Regions from separate parts of the Mus musculus genome. Here all the other regions are linked to region 3. A link is a contact called in public ChIA-PET and HiChIP or PLAC-seq data. All regions are on one chromosome and are shown on one strand. Each heading gives the region's core, a stretch centred on a gene start, on an enhancer-like site or on the middle of the called end of the contact. The rest is flanking DNA. Distances are from core to core; before and after follow the strand shown.

Region 1 (4,348 bases), core at 368-2,867, 150 kb before region 3:
CTAGCTCCAGGGAATCCAACACCCTCTTCTTGCCTCTGTGGGGGCACACATATGCACGTGCATACACATATTAAGATCATTTTTAAGGCCAAGTATAGGGGTGCATGCCTTAATCCCCTGCACTCAGGAGGCAGAGGCAGGTGGATCTTTGTGAGTTCAGGGACAATCTGGTCTACATAGTGACTTCTAGGACAGCTAAGGTTACATAGAGAGATCCTGTCTCAAAAAAAAATTTTTTTTTTTAAGATTGGAGTTGCTGTGATGAGATTATGCAGCAGCAACTCTGAGCAGTGCAGCCTCAGAGTCAGGATGCTGGGGTTCACCTTGGTCTTTCCCATCATTCATCTCTCTACCCATCTGGCCCTGGCCTTGAGGTTTAGCATCACAGAAGAGAGGGCTTCTAGGTAGAATGCCGCAGAGGAGACTGGCCCCCTCCAGGAACAACACACCCCTTTATTTATGGTCTTCCTTTTTTCCCCATCAAATCAGATTTTGTTTTCTCCACAGAGGTGGAAGAGACAAAGCCTTGTGGTTAATATGCAGAAGCGGTCACCCACTTCCAAATCTCTATTATCCCTGCGGAAAGGCACCTCTTGGGGCTCTTAAACCCTTTACTGCTTCCATTGCACAATTACACTTACCTGTTTTTGTCTGAATACAGAAGGAAGTTCGTATATAATCCCAAGGAAAGGGAAGGCATTTGCACCTACTATTGTCTTTTCCTGACCAGTTGTCTCGTTGAATTTTGTTTTGTTTTGTTTTCTGTTTGAGACTGGCTTCAAAGTCTCCACATAGCTAAGAATGAACCTGTCTAATCCTCCTATCTCTACCTCCCCATTGCTGGAATTATAGGTGTGTCTCACCACACCCTGATCCTTGAGGTTTTATCTTAAAATTTTTTTCTTGGGTGTTCAAAAAAAATTTTTTTTAAGTCATGTAAAGGAATGACAAGCAAATATTAAATACAAATAAAGAATAATTATATATTGGGCTAGCAAGATGACTCAGCAGGTAAAGGAGATTTGGGCAAGGCTGAGGGCCTGAGTTTGATCCTGAGACCCACAAGGAGGGAGAGAAGCAACACAAACAAGTTGTTCTCTCACATGCACACACATGCTGTGGACCGCATGCAGCATTCTCCCCCCCCCCCCACACACACACCAAAAACAGAATAAATGAAAACAAAACCCAACAAAACCAAACCCAAAAACCAAAAGTAGTGTCAAAATGTTGGTATGTTAAGTCACTATTAAATTGAGAATACACTATTAAATTGAGAATACTTGGATGTTGCTATAGCAGCAACACCCAAGAGGCACGTAGGTAAATTTAAATGGTCTAGCAGCCCCGTTTTAAAAAGTGGTTGAAGCTAATAAAACAATCACATTGTCATTTAAACTTGTAATAAATATTAACTTAATGAGATATTTAATTTTCATATAAACCTTTGGTTGGGTGCATATTTTATATTTTCTGTACATCTTAGTTTGAGCAGCTACGTTGTAAATGCTCGAATCTGCCCTGTGTGACTGTGCCTTCTGTAGAGGACAGGATAGTTCCAGGTTTCTTGTTATTTCGTTCTCACCCAGCCAGGAAGGAAGAAAGTCCCCAGAGGCTGATCTCTTTCAAGCCTCCTATTGCTGGCTAATTAAATCCCTAAGCAACGGCTGAGTCACTCTCAACTGTGGCAAACAATTTAAGAAATGTGTCTCAGAGCCAAGAACACAGCTCCCCACGTACAAGGAGAGAGGCGAGGCCTCTGGATGAGAGCTTTGGAGGAGAGGGAAGAGTGTGGGAAATCAGGTGCGTCTGTGTGGGAGGGAAGAGGTAAGCCATCACTAAAGGCTAGAGAGGAACAGAGGAGCGAAAAAGGGTCCCTGCTGAGTCATGTTCCTCCTGTCTTTACAGCCCCTCTCTGAGGCCGGACTGGGGCTCATGTCATAGACACAGAATCCCAGATCATCAACACTCAAGTCTGGTGTAGGGCTCATCGTCTAATTCATTACCCCTAAGCTCCAGGAGAACAGGCTCAGTGTGCATAGACTCTGGTGCAAAGCGTGTCCAAGTATGCAGTGTTTACATAGACTGTATTATCTGCATGATGCATACTCTATTTGCAGGCGGATCTCAGGATCTAAAAACTGTCTCCACGCTTCCCAGTAAAGGGGCTGCTTCTTACCCCTCCTCTGCGTTTCCTTTTCCTCCACCCACCACCCGCAGTAGACTCCTTTGAGAAAAGCAGTGTGGATTGGAGGAAGCAGGAGACTGAGATAACAGAGACAGAGGAGGAGGATACAAAGAATCCACTCAAAAGCCACATGGGAGCCTGCAGAAGTCACACAGTGAATCCGCAGGGCTGAAGAGCCACAAGGGAGCCTGCAAATTTGACAACTGTTTTAGGGGAGAAGAGGAGTGATTGCCAAAGCTTTATTTGTCTCAGAATATCCTATTGACCTCAGTCCTTGTGTGGTTAGTGTTAGTTCTAGGTAATCCAGAGAGAAGGCATTTTCTCCCCAAGACCCTGTTAAAAACAAAACCAGGCTAATCTGGAGGCAGCCAGAAGGAAGAGCCATTGTGCTGTGTTGACACTTTGGCCAGCCACTTTCTAGCTGAACTGCCTCGGACAGTTGACTGAAGTGTCTCTGCTTCAGACTCTTGTTAAAATAGGTTAGCTTGTGTTTATTTGATGTATGTATGGTTTTTATATGATGTGCATATGCTTTGCTTGCACACACACACACACACGTATGTGCATTATGCGTGTTCGGTTCCTGAGGAGGCCAGAAGAGGGCATCTGTACCCTGGAGCTGGAGTTACAGATTGCTGTGAGCTGCTATATGGTGCTGGGGACTGAACTCTGGTATTCTGCAAGAACAGCCATCTCTCTGGCCCCTCTACTTAGACTCTTAATTTCAAAGCTTAACAAGAAGACAGTTTTACCACTTAGGGGTTTCTTGGGGAGTTGGTGCTTGAGATTTGCTTATGTGGGTAACATGTTATTGCTCCATGGTCCTTTGCTGGAATCTTACCCCAGAGCCAGTGGGGGAAGTCTGTAAAGAGTGTCCAGACTTTATACAGAATAGGAAACTCTTCTGGGAGAGCTGACTCCCTTTTCCAAGGAAGGGTCACAAACAACTCTCGATTGTTCCCTGCTCCAAGGCACTGGTGTACTAGAATATTAAGTGCTCATCTGAATGGGACTAAGAACACTCAGAGGCCAAGTGCTTGGTGGGAAAGACAGGCTATGGAAGCAGACAGGTCTCTAGGGGAACCCTGTCTCTGACCCTGGCAGATTGTGTCTGAGCCCGTTCCCCCATCACTTGGTGGGGTTTATGACAACTTTCTTTAATCTCTGGGGTGAGGATTGCTCAGGTCTCATGTCTTATGGCCAGTAAATAGAGTCAGGACGGAGCCCTCCTTTCCTTAACACAAGGCTAAGGCTTCAGTGCCCCTGGCAGCAGAGGAGCTGTCCAGCCATGCGCCTGGCATGACAAAGAGCTGAATTTCCTGCAGAGAGAACTACTGACTGGCCATTGGTAGGCAGATCACTGAGGGTCAGAGATGAAAGCTGTGGAAGTGAGGTGAGCAGAGGTAGGCAGCAGGGAAACTCCACTAGGAGGTCCCCCTTCCTCCCCTCTCTCTCTCCCTCTCCTTACTCTCCCTCTCCCTCCTTCTCCTCCCCCTCCTTCCCCTCTCTTTCCCTCTCCTTCCTCCCCCTCTCCTCCCCTCTCCTCCCCTCTCTTTCCCTCTCCTTCCTCCCCCTCTCCTCCCCTCTCCTCCCCTCTCTTTCCCTCTCCTTCCTCCCCCTCTCCCTCCTTCTCCTCTCCCTCCTTTCCCTCTTATCCCTCCTCCTCTCCCTCCTCCTCTTTCCCTTCTCCTCTCTCCCTCCTCTCCCCCCCCCCCTCTACCTCTCTCTTACCCTCTCCTTCCTCCCCTTCTCCCTCTTCTCCCCCCTCCTCCCTTTTTCTATGTTATCACTGATTTACAGCTCTGGCTCCTTTTGGTTTGTTTGTTTATTTTATTTTATTTTATTTTGAGACAGGGTTTCTCTGTGTAGCCCTGGTTGTCCTGTCTATAGGTTGTCACTCTATATAGACCAGGCTGGCCTCGAATTCAGAGATCCGCCTGCCTCAGCCTCCCAAGTGCTGGGATTAAAAGCGTGCACCACCACTGCCCAGCTCTGGCTCCTTTTTAACTTTATATTTGGAGACTAAATTGCCCAGGCTAGACTTGAATCTCTGACCCTCCTGTCTTATATTCCTGAGCCTCTGGGATCACCGACCTGGCTGATTGGTCTTTTTATTTAATTGAAAAATAAACTTTTTTTCTCCTTTTTTAGTGGCCCCTG
Region 2 (4,305 bases), core at 758-3,257, 170 kb before region 3:
CCGGCCCAAATTCTCATTTTTATCATCAAAGGGATGCGTTGACCCAGATTTTTTATTTACTGGTGTTTCACTTTACGTGTAGACCTGACAGGGCCGTGAGGTGCCGTGAGTTTTCTCAGGGGTTCTTCTGGATGTGTTGGTGACGACCTGTGTGAATGAGATGAATTTGTAGACCTCAGTGGAGCAGGTATATGTTTGAGGGCAGGGCTCCTCTTTATCTGAAGACCTGAGTACAACAGAGGCTGGAGGGAGGAGCTTCATGCCTCAACCTCTTGAGAGCTGGGACATCGGTATTTTCTGATTTTTAAACTTGAAATATCATTTTGAAACTCAGGTCTGTCAGTTTCTAGCTGAAATTATCCCGGAGTTTCTTCTGAGAAATGCAGCAGCCCAATGCCTGCAGCTGCTCATATGCCGGATTCTAACCCGCTGTGTGACTGTGTTTGAAGGCAGGATGTTTCGGAAGCAAGCCCTCAGTTCAATGCTTCTCTTCTTAGAGTTGCCTTGGTCATGGTGTCTCTTCACAGCAATAGGACAGTGACTAAGGCAGTGGGTGAAGGTGCTTGTCACATAACCCTGACAACATGAGCTGGATCCCTGGAAGCCACAAGAGAGGCATGGAGAGAGCTGACTCGACAAAAACCATCCTGTGACCACACACACGGTGCCGTGTGCCTCCCAACTCAAAACAAAACCAAACCCCAAAACCTCTTTTTGTATGGAGAGTATCTTTTTTTTTTTTAAAGATTTATTTATTGATTATATGTAAGTACACTGTAGCTGTCTTCAGACACCCCAGAAGAGGGAGTCAGATCTCGTTACGGATGGTTGTGAACCACCATGTGGTTGCTGGGATTTGAACTCCGGACCTTTGGAAGGGCAGTCGGGTGCTCTTACCCACTGAGCCATCTCACCAGCCTGGAGAGTATCCTTTTATAAATGACGTGTGTGTGTGTGTGTGTGTGTGTGTGTGTGTGTGTGTGTGTACTCATGCACATATGCACAGTGTGAAGACAACTTGTGGGACTGGTTCTCTCCTTCCACAATGTGGAACTCAGCGATTGAGCTCCAGTCACCAGCTTTGGTGGCAGGTTTTATGATGTCCCCTTAGCTTCTTCTAACTTTTAACTTATAGAAACACTTCTTCAGGGCCCTTCCTTATATATTCACCTTTGAACTCCTGGGAAAGTATATGTGGATCATAAAATTCATCGTGAAAAATCACTGGGTCAAAGGTCCTGTGGAAGGATTTTATTTTCCTTTTAATTAATAATGTTCCAAGGATGAATATGCCCTAACTTATCTATTCACTGCTGACATTTTAAACTCTGAGTTGAGTCTGTTTTCCAAGCAGAGAACTTGGGAGAAGGAGTCAGCCTGGGGAACTTTGCATACATCCCTCTGAGTCCAGACCAGGTCTTCTCACCCTCTTCACTGGACCTAGTCTCTGCTCAGTCCACATGCACCAGGCTGTCCTCAGACTCACAGACCAGCCCACTTCTGCTGGGACTGAAGCTGTGTGCCACTGTTCCCGGCAGCAGCACCATTTTTGTGCTTATGAAGACGGTGACAGTGTCTCAGAGAAGGGGCAAGCTGTCCATTTGCACATTCCCTGCACACTCCCAGAACTCAGAATGCATATTGAGAGGGTTGGGTGAGGGCTGGAGAGATGGCTCAGCTGTTAAAGGCCAGGCTCGCAACCAAAACAGAACACAGTCATGTTGGAGCAGAGGGTAGCAGCTGCTGTGTCGGGGTGAGAGACAGCAAGGTTAGTGGTGACTTCTAAGACAGGTAACGCTGTATTCATCAAGCCACAAGACAGACGGGGGCTTTGGACTTGGTCAGTTAAGTCAGGAAGTCAGCAGCAAGCAGACAAGCCAGTGCCAACCTGGACAGCAAGAGTGGAGGCAGGCCAAGCGAGTTCAAGAACCTGGGCGTTGGTAGGAGTGGAAACTGAAGGAACACATAGGAGCCTGAAGGAGCAGAAGAGCAAGCTTCATCCGTGGCAGCTTCCTGCCCCACCCAAGCAGTGAGAGCTGACTCAGTCCGGCGGAGGCCCTTGAACAGTGAATGTACTTGGGAGCGGGGACACAGCTCTGAGGGCACCCAGTTTACAGACACCACCGAAACCCAGTGTGAGCTGGGACAGTTAATCCAACAAGCCGTTGTTGTAGCAGACAAGAGCTGAGTGCAGCAGCCACACATTGGGCAGCTCACACTTACACGTGATTGTGCATGGAACACAGCTATGTTCTATCAATGAAGATAGAGCTGGCCAGGGAGATGGCTCAGCAGGTAAAGGAAAGAGACTTGTCTTGCAAGCTTAAGTGACCTTAGTTTAGTCCCTGGAACCCATACAAAGGTGTGCAGAACTGACTCCAACCACATGTCCACTATCCTGGTATGTGCTTCCCCACAATAATAATAAATATAACATTAAAAAAATACAACTGTTAGCCAGGTGGTGAGGTGCACACCTTTAACCCCAGCTCTAAGGAGGCAGAGGCGGAGGCGGAGGCGGAGGCGGAGGCGGAGGCGGAGGCGGAGGTGGAGGCGGAGGCGGAGGTGGAGGCAGAGGGATCTTTGTCAGTTTGAGGCCAGCCTGGTCTACAGAGGGAGCTCCAAAACAGCTAAGGCTATACAGAGAAGCCCTGTCTTAGAAAGCCAAAGCAAGCCAAACAAACAACCAAAAAAAAAAAAAAAAAAAAAAATCTAAAGAACCCTGCCATTCTCAGTGATCCAGTGTGTTAGACAGTTTCTCCGTTTGAAATTTTTTTAAGATTTATTTATTTATTTTATGTATACGAGTACACTGTAACTGTACAGATGGTTGTGAGTCTTCATGTGGTTATTGGGAATTGAATTTTTAGGACCTCTGCTCACTCCTGTTGGCCTTGCTCGCTCAGGCCCAAAGATTTATTTATTTATTATTATATATAAGCACACTGTAGCTGTCTTCAGACACACCAGAAGAGGGTGTCAGATCTCATTACCGGTGGTTGTGAGCCACCGTGTGGTTGCTAGAATTTGAACTCAGGACCTTCAGAAGAGCAGTCAGTACTCTTATCCGCTGAGCCATCTCTCCAGCCCTGAAAAATTTAAATTTGATACTGTGTGTATGGACAATGTGTATTACATAAATGTGTGTCTGCAAAGGTCAGAGGGCAAACTCATGGAACTTTCCCGCATTTTCTGGCCACTTTGCTGGCCCTCTGTTTTTGGCTAAGGACTGTGAGGCTCAGAGAAGGCCAGCAGCTCGCTCATGCACAGAATCAGCAGCAGTAGGTCCAGGTTGCAATCTCCCTCTCACTGTCTGAAGCCCACTCTTCTGAACGCTGCTCCATAAAAATGGAAAGTGTTTAACCCCAGCACTCAGGAGGCAGAGGCAGGCAGAGCTCCAAGTTCAAGGTCAACCTGGTCTACAGAGTGAGTTCCAGGACAGCCAGGGCAACACCGAGAAACCCTGCCTCTAAAACAAACAAACAAACAAACAAACAAACAAAAGCAAAACCCAGAAACTGTCTGTTCCCAGCCTGCCACAGGCCTTAAGGGAGCAGTCAGCAAATGTTGGCTGAATGGGTGACTCATCTGAAGCAACTTTAGTTCTTATGCTCCTGTCTGTGCCCTTTTGTTAGATTTTGACTTCACTGCTTAAACCCATGGGAGAAGTCTATTTCCTTCCTTCCAAACTGAACTTGAAATAGGACAGTTTTATGTTTCTGATTTTGCTTAATTCCCAAACTATGAACTCCTGAGACAGGGATTTTACCCAGCAACACCTTAGCCTAATAAAGCTAAATATTGAATACTAGTGATATTAAGCATTCAAAATCTGGAAGCATGAACAAATGAGAGGCAAACTGCCTGATCAGTCATTCTTCTTTTCCTTGGTGTGACTGGATTCCTGACAATAGCAACTTAAGGAGGACGGAGGCTCCCAGTTCCAAGGTGCATAGCTCAGGACAGGCATGGCCCCAAGAGATCAAGGAGGCTGGTCTCATTGTAACCACAGAAGCAAGCAGAGAAGGGAGTGTGGGTGCTTAGCTTGCTTTTTCTTTGTTCTTCAGGTTGGGACCCCAGCTCGAGGTGTGGTGTTGCCTACATTTGGGATATGTCCTCTCTCTTCAGTTAAAGATTCCTAGAAACACCCTCATGGGAGCACATGGAGGTCTGTTTCTACGGTGATTATGTAATTTACTTATTTTTATTTTACGTACATTTGTGTTGAAGGTATGTCTGTGTGAGGGTGTAAGACCCCTGGAGCAGGAGTTACTGACAATTGTAAGCTGCATTGTAGCGTGTCGT
Region 3 (4,559 bases), core at 1,753-4,252:
CTAGTATCTATGCACGTCAGGTGCTCACATCTCCAATGCCACCTCCCGGTTTCCGTGAGCATCCTCACATAAGGGGCATGTGCCCAGACACACAGACACACAAATAGAAATGTCTTAAAAATGGGGTTGAGAATTCCAGAAGCAGGAATTAAACAACAGAGGTGGTACCCATGGGCACACAGACATGTAGGACGCATATACCCAGCTCAAGGAAACCACTGAGGCATGAGCCTAAGTAGAGTATGAAGCAGGGAAACAGCCTAGGTGAGCCACCCACCAGGCAGCAGGGCTGGGGAGGCCTGACGAGAGGTTTTCTCCCATGGGGCTCTGGGACATGATCAGGGCATTAAAGACATGCTGGCCAGCACCTCCTTGGGGAAAAAGAATGGCCTGGCTTCAGGAACTGGTTCCAACCCCACTATCAAGAACACAGACCTTGAAAAGGCACGTCCTCCAGCTGGAGGCTGATTAAATATGTAGAGCTTTAGAACCGGGCAGACCTTGAGACCCAACTCCAGGGTACAAGTGTGGAGGAGAGGAGATGTCCCCTCCCTCTGCTGGCAAGGTGCCTAGACTGGGCCTCCAGCTGTAGCAGCACACAGCCAGCATCCTAAACCCACTCACCTGGCACGACACCTGGACCTTGTACTTGGACCAGCTCCTTGTCTCGTTCGTCTGCCTGCTCCGAGTTCTCAACCACCTGCTCCAACTCCTCGCTGAGCTGAAGGAGAAGGCGTGAACAGTTTAGCTGGACTGGCCTTGCCTTTCTAGGCTAAAAAAAAAAAGCAGAAGCTGCCATCCACATAACCGTCACACATGCACAAAGGCCACATGACACAGGATGTGTGAGACCAAGTCCTCTGTCTTCTCTCACAGAAGTTTCCTGGGAAACTACAGGAAAGGATTTAGCAGGGCTGGCTCGATGAGCAGTGAGGGAGACCTGTATTCCCAGCCTGTCTCCTAGCTTCTGCTGATTACCCTGGCATTCTCAGGGCTATTGGTAGCTGTGCCTGATGTCTAACCCCTGCCTCCATTTTTACAGGGTCCCCTGCAGTGTGCACCCCCTTGGGGTACATCTTTAAGGACAATCATAATGATCGATTCAGAGCCCAACGCTTGTCATTGTGCAATAACCCAAAGTGACTCTAGTTCCGAGTCCAAACAGGACAAGTACTGGAGTCACCCTTCAGCATCTCCCAGAGCCACAGTCAGTTAGTGAAACAGAAATCACGCCACCTTGGTCTCATTCCAAAGCCCACGGTCCTAACCACTTCCTAGAGGAAGAGGAAATGTGGCTTAGAGTCCACTCAGAGAAAAAAAACTGACAACAGCAAAACTGGTGTCTCCGTGGGACACTAAAGCCCACAGATGTGGGTGCAAATGGCAAAGCAGGGGCGACAGATGTCCAGGTACCAGGCAACCGCAATCTAGCTCAGCAGTCTTCTCACATGACCTGTCAGACGGGAGAAATCTTGCTGCTGAGAAAGCAAAGTCCGGGATCAGTGTCCCATCATTTTAGGCAGGTGAACCCCGTGGTTTGCAGGGGTCCAGCCCAGGCTCATCGGGATATCACATGAAAAGGTACCTTTTCTCCACTCAGAGACAGGGTCTCATGTAATCCAGGCTGGCTTCAAACTCACTATAGTGGAGAATGACCTCGAATTTCTGGGCCTTCAGCCTCTACCTCCTAGTACTAAGCAAGTACTGAACCATCTCGGCTACAGACACCCCCAGCCCTCAGAGATCTTTCACATTTACCCTAGATGATTTACATAAAAGAAAAAAAAACCAAAACAACAACAACAAAACAAAACAAAACTCAAGAGGGACAGTGGTCCCAAGAACCCAGGTATAGTGGCAATCCCCGTCCCTCCAATCGCCTTCTTGATACTCAGCAGCCAGCACAAGCCTTTGCCTATCCCAGGCCAAACTTCTCAGAAAGCTCCTTTCTAGAGCGGAACCTCAGCAAATACCTAATTTCATTAGGTCCGCTCTCAAAACAACCCGGGCAAGAAAGATGCAAGCCAGTCTTCTTGGGACTTCAAACAGATCTGAAGAACGCAAAGGGAGGCGGGGCCTCTTTAACGCCTTCTACCATTAGGCACGATTCCAGTGAGCACCTGAATCTATCTACTTGTGGCCTTGCTCTGCGAACAGGACAACAGCCTGTATTTCAATACATTATCTTATAAGCTCTGCTACACTGCGGTCCTCTGAAGCTAGTACCCCAAAACTCCGCAGAAGCAAGAGCTGTCTGCATCCTGGTATTCACCCGGGATCATCAGTGACCCCAGGGCGCTGAGTTCAGCACGCTGCTAACTCGTTTGGAGAGTGTGAGTTTCCAGTGTGGCCAGGGCCTCCGTGGGTGGAGACGGACATGGAGACAAGCTAAGGTTGGGCTGCTCCGGTTGGACAAGGTCTAACGGCATGGGGCGGCTGCACGGCCTCGAGCAAACCTGGACAGTGGTGGCTGACGGCTAAGGATGCGGCGTCGCGGAAAGACACCCAGGCAGGGCAGAGCCGGGGAAGCCCCACACCAGAGGAACAGAAGGGGCCCGGAGCCAGCGCGGCTCTGCGAAGGGAAGCGGGAGGTTCGGGCGACAGACAAAGGGCTGCTGGGGTTCTGGGGAAGGCGAGGAGCTGCCGAGGAGCTGCTGGCCACACGCGTTCCCCACAGCCAGACTCCAGGGTCCCTTGTTATCCCCGCGTGCCGGGACCACGCAGGGGCTCCACCTGCTGCAGAGCCCGCATGCCACGGAGTGCCAATCATCCACCTGCACCGGGGTCGCGGCGCCCTGCCCGCCCTCCGCGCCCGTCCGGTCCGCACCTCCTGGTAGGACGTGGAGAGTTCTTGTCGGATCATGGCACTGGCCCTCTACGGCTCACCAGGGACCGCGACGCCGCAGGAGGCGCGAGCTCCAAGATGTGCCCGCTCTACTAAGCAAGACCCGCTCTAGTCTACCGCCCAAGACCAGGCGTGGCGGCGCTCAACGCATGCGCATCTTTTGCTGCCGCCGCGGGCGACGCTGGGAGTTGTAGTTCTAGGTGCCGGGAGCGGTGGGGAAAGCACCAGCTGGGCTCAACCTCCCGCTAGAGAGGCAAGCAATAGCCTCGCACTTCCTCTCTTTGTTACAGGCAGAAAAATGGAGTGCCTGAGTGCAGCATGGCACAAAGGCCAGTCGGAGCGCCCAGTAAGGGGAGAGGAAACTGGGCCTTGCGGTTTATAATGACAATAAATGTCCAAAGAGCCCTTTGTGTACCAAGCTCTCCGTACGCTTACGTCTTGATCCTTCAAGGAATCCTGCAAAGGAAACTTTTTTTCTCTCTCTCTATTTTACAGATTAGTACACTGAGGTAATGAGGATACCTTCTGTCAGTAAGGATAGGGAGAGAGTGATGATCGAGAAGTTATTTCATCTGAGAAAGGAATAACAAAATTCTAGAGTTCAACAAGGCTTGTGACAGCCAGCAGTCGATATGGACTGTGTGAAACAACCCTGGCTCAGGTTGCACCTTCCAGAGCCAAGCAATGGGTTGCAATAGTTGTATAGTTTACTAAGGTTCCTGTAGAGTGTGTGTAAGTACCTGTGGCTGGTACCGCCATGAGGTAGTCAGCTGGCTATCTGAGTCTATGTAAGACAGCCAGGGCAGAAGGTGGAGCCCAGCAGGATCTGCTCTTGGTTGATAGACATTTTCTCTCTCTCAGTGACACAGATATAGGCCAGATTAAAAATAGATAAAGACGGGTTTATTAGCTGGCAGCTCTCAGGAGGGTTCACCAATCTCACAGGTGGGGGTCAGCAAAGTCCCACTCCTAGAATAAAGCAAGGCAGTTTTATAGGTTTTAGGCAAGGAGTGATGACCTGCCAGCTAGGAGCTAGTCTTGTGTCCATACATGGTCAAAACCTAAGCCCCTGGGTGGGCACTCTTGGTGGGATGCTGGAAACAGGGAGACAGGAGTGATGATGTGTTAGCCAGGAGTTTTCTCCAAGCAGACAGGAGTGGCGGTAGGGTGTCTCTGTGGGGGCAGGGTTGGGGAAGGAGAGCAGGCGTGGTTTCCCTACCTTGTGCAGGGGGTGAGCAGGGGTTCCAGCCTAATATTGGTCATGGCATCCAATTGCCTCATCTGGTAAAAGCTCTTGCTTATATGTCAGAATGAGCATCGGAAGGAAGACTTAAGAACTTAGCAGATCTCTGGTAAAAGTTTAACATTTTTATCAAAGTGTGCCAGGGAGAAGTGGGCTCCTCTCTTTGTGTCTTACCACCACTCTTCCCTGCCCTGCCACCTGGTCCTCTGCTCTTCCATCTATTAAATGGGCCAGAATGTAGACAAATGCGCACTTGATGGTTGCCAAAACTTTGGGAAGCAGCTATAGACAGTCAGTATGTGTAGCGCTTAATACCATGTAGGTACCTAACGAATTCTGGGTAAGTTCATTAATGGAATACCAGTTTACATCTCATTTAATGAATGTTATTGTACCAGCTGGTTTTATGTCAACTGGACACAACTTTGGAGGAGTGAAAGTCAATTAAAAAACTGACTCCACTGTATTGGC

The links. ChIA-PET counts read pairs in DNA pulled down with a chosen protein or histone mark. HiChIP or PLAC-seq counts read pairs in DNA pulled down with a chosen protein or histone mark.
Region 1: a FOXA1 HiChIP or PLAC-seq map of pancreatic cancer cells shows a contact between it and region 3. The contact joins the enhancer-like site here to the promoter of Pacc1 in region 3. A contact is called at or near these places in 6 of 39 promoter capture datasets (the C10 cell line, embryonic stem cells, hematopoietic stem and progenitor cells and 3 more), 8 of 484 Hi-C or Micro-C datasets (the HL-1 cell line, the N1E-115 cell line, cortical glia and 5 more), 3 of 115 datasets of contacts at active chromatin or transcription factors (the 230-238 cell line, the SCID.adh cell line and pancreatic cancer cells) and 2 of 9 other capture datasets (adipose tissue and liver).
Region 2: an RNA polymerase II ChIA-PET map of memory CD8 T cells shows a contact between it and region 3, with 394 read pairs. The contact joins the enhancer-like site here to the promoter of Pacc1 in region 3. A contact is called at or near these places in 10 of 39 promoter capture datasets (the C10 cell line, cranial neural crest, embryonic stem cells and 4 more), 4 of 484 Hi-C or Micro-C datasets (liver and nephron progenitors), 7 of 115 datasets of contacts at active chromatin or transcription factors (the 230-238 cell line, double positive thymocytes, embryonic stem cells and 4 more) and 4 of 9 other capture datasets (adipose tissue, liver, macrophages and 1 more).

Annotation. Positions count from the first base shown.
Region 1 is chr1:191,468,175-191,472,522 of GRCm38.p6, reverse strand. No RefSeq gene overlaps it. Among named protein-coding and RNA genes, the nearest start is that of Gm32200, 5.3 kb to the right of the region's middle. Within about 2 kb of position 1,617, at least 139 of the 459 cell types and tissues checked have an H3K27ac peak or open chromatin away from gene starts, as enhancers often do. A contact at or near this core is called in the 230-238 cell line, the N1E-115 cell line, adipose tissue and 5 more, where this site is marked.
Region 2 is chr1:191,496,148-191,500,452 of GRCm38.p6, reverse strand. No RefSeq gene overlaps it. Among named protein-coding and RNA genes, the nearest start is that of Gm32334, 11 kb to the right of the region's middle. Within about 2 kb of position 2,007, at least 46 of the 459 cell types and tissues checked have an H3K27ac peak or open chromatin away from gene starts, as enhancers often do. A contact at or near this core is called in memory CD8 T cells and pancreatic cancer cells, where this site is marked.
Region 3 is chr1:191,324,345-191,328,903 of GRCm38.p6, reverse strand. It overlaps Pacc1 (proton activated chloride channel 1), which reads right to left and starts at 3,002. Exons shown (of 8, transcript NM_025864.4): 1 at 2,828-3,002; 2 at 625-721. The coding sequence starts at 2,863.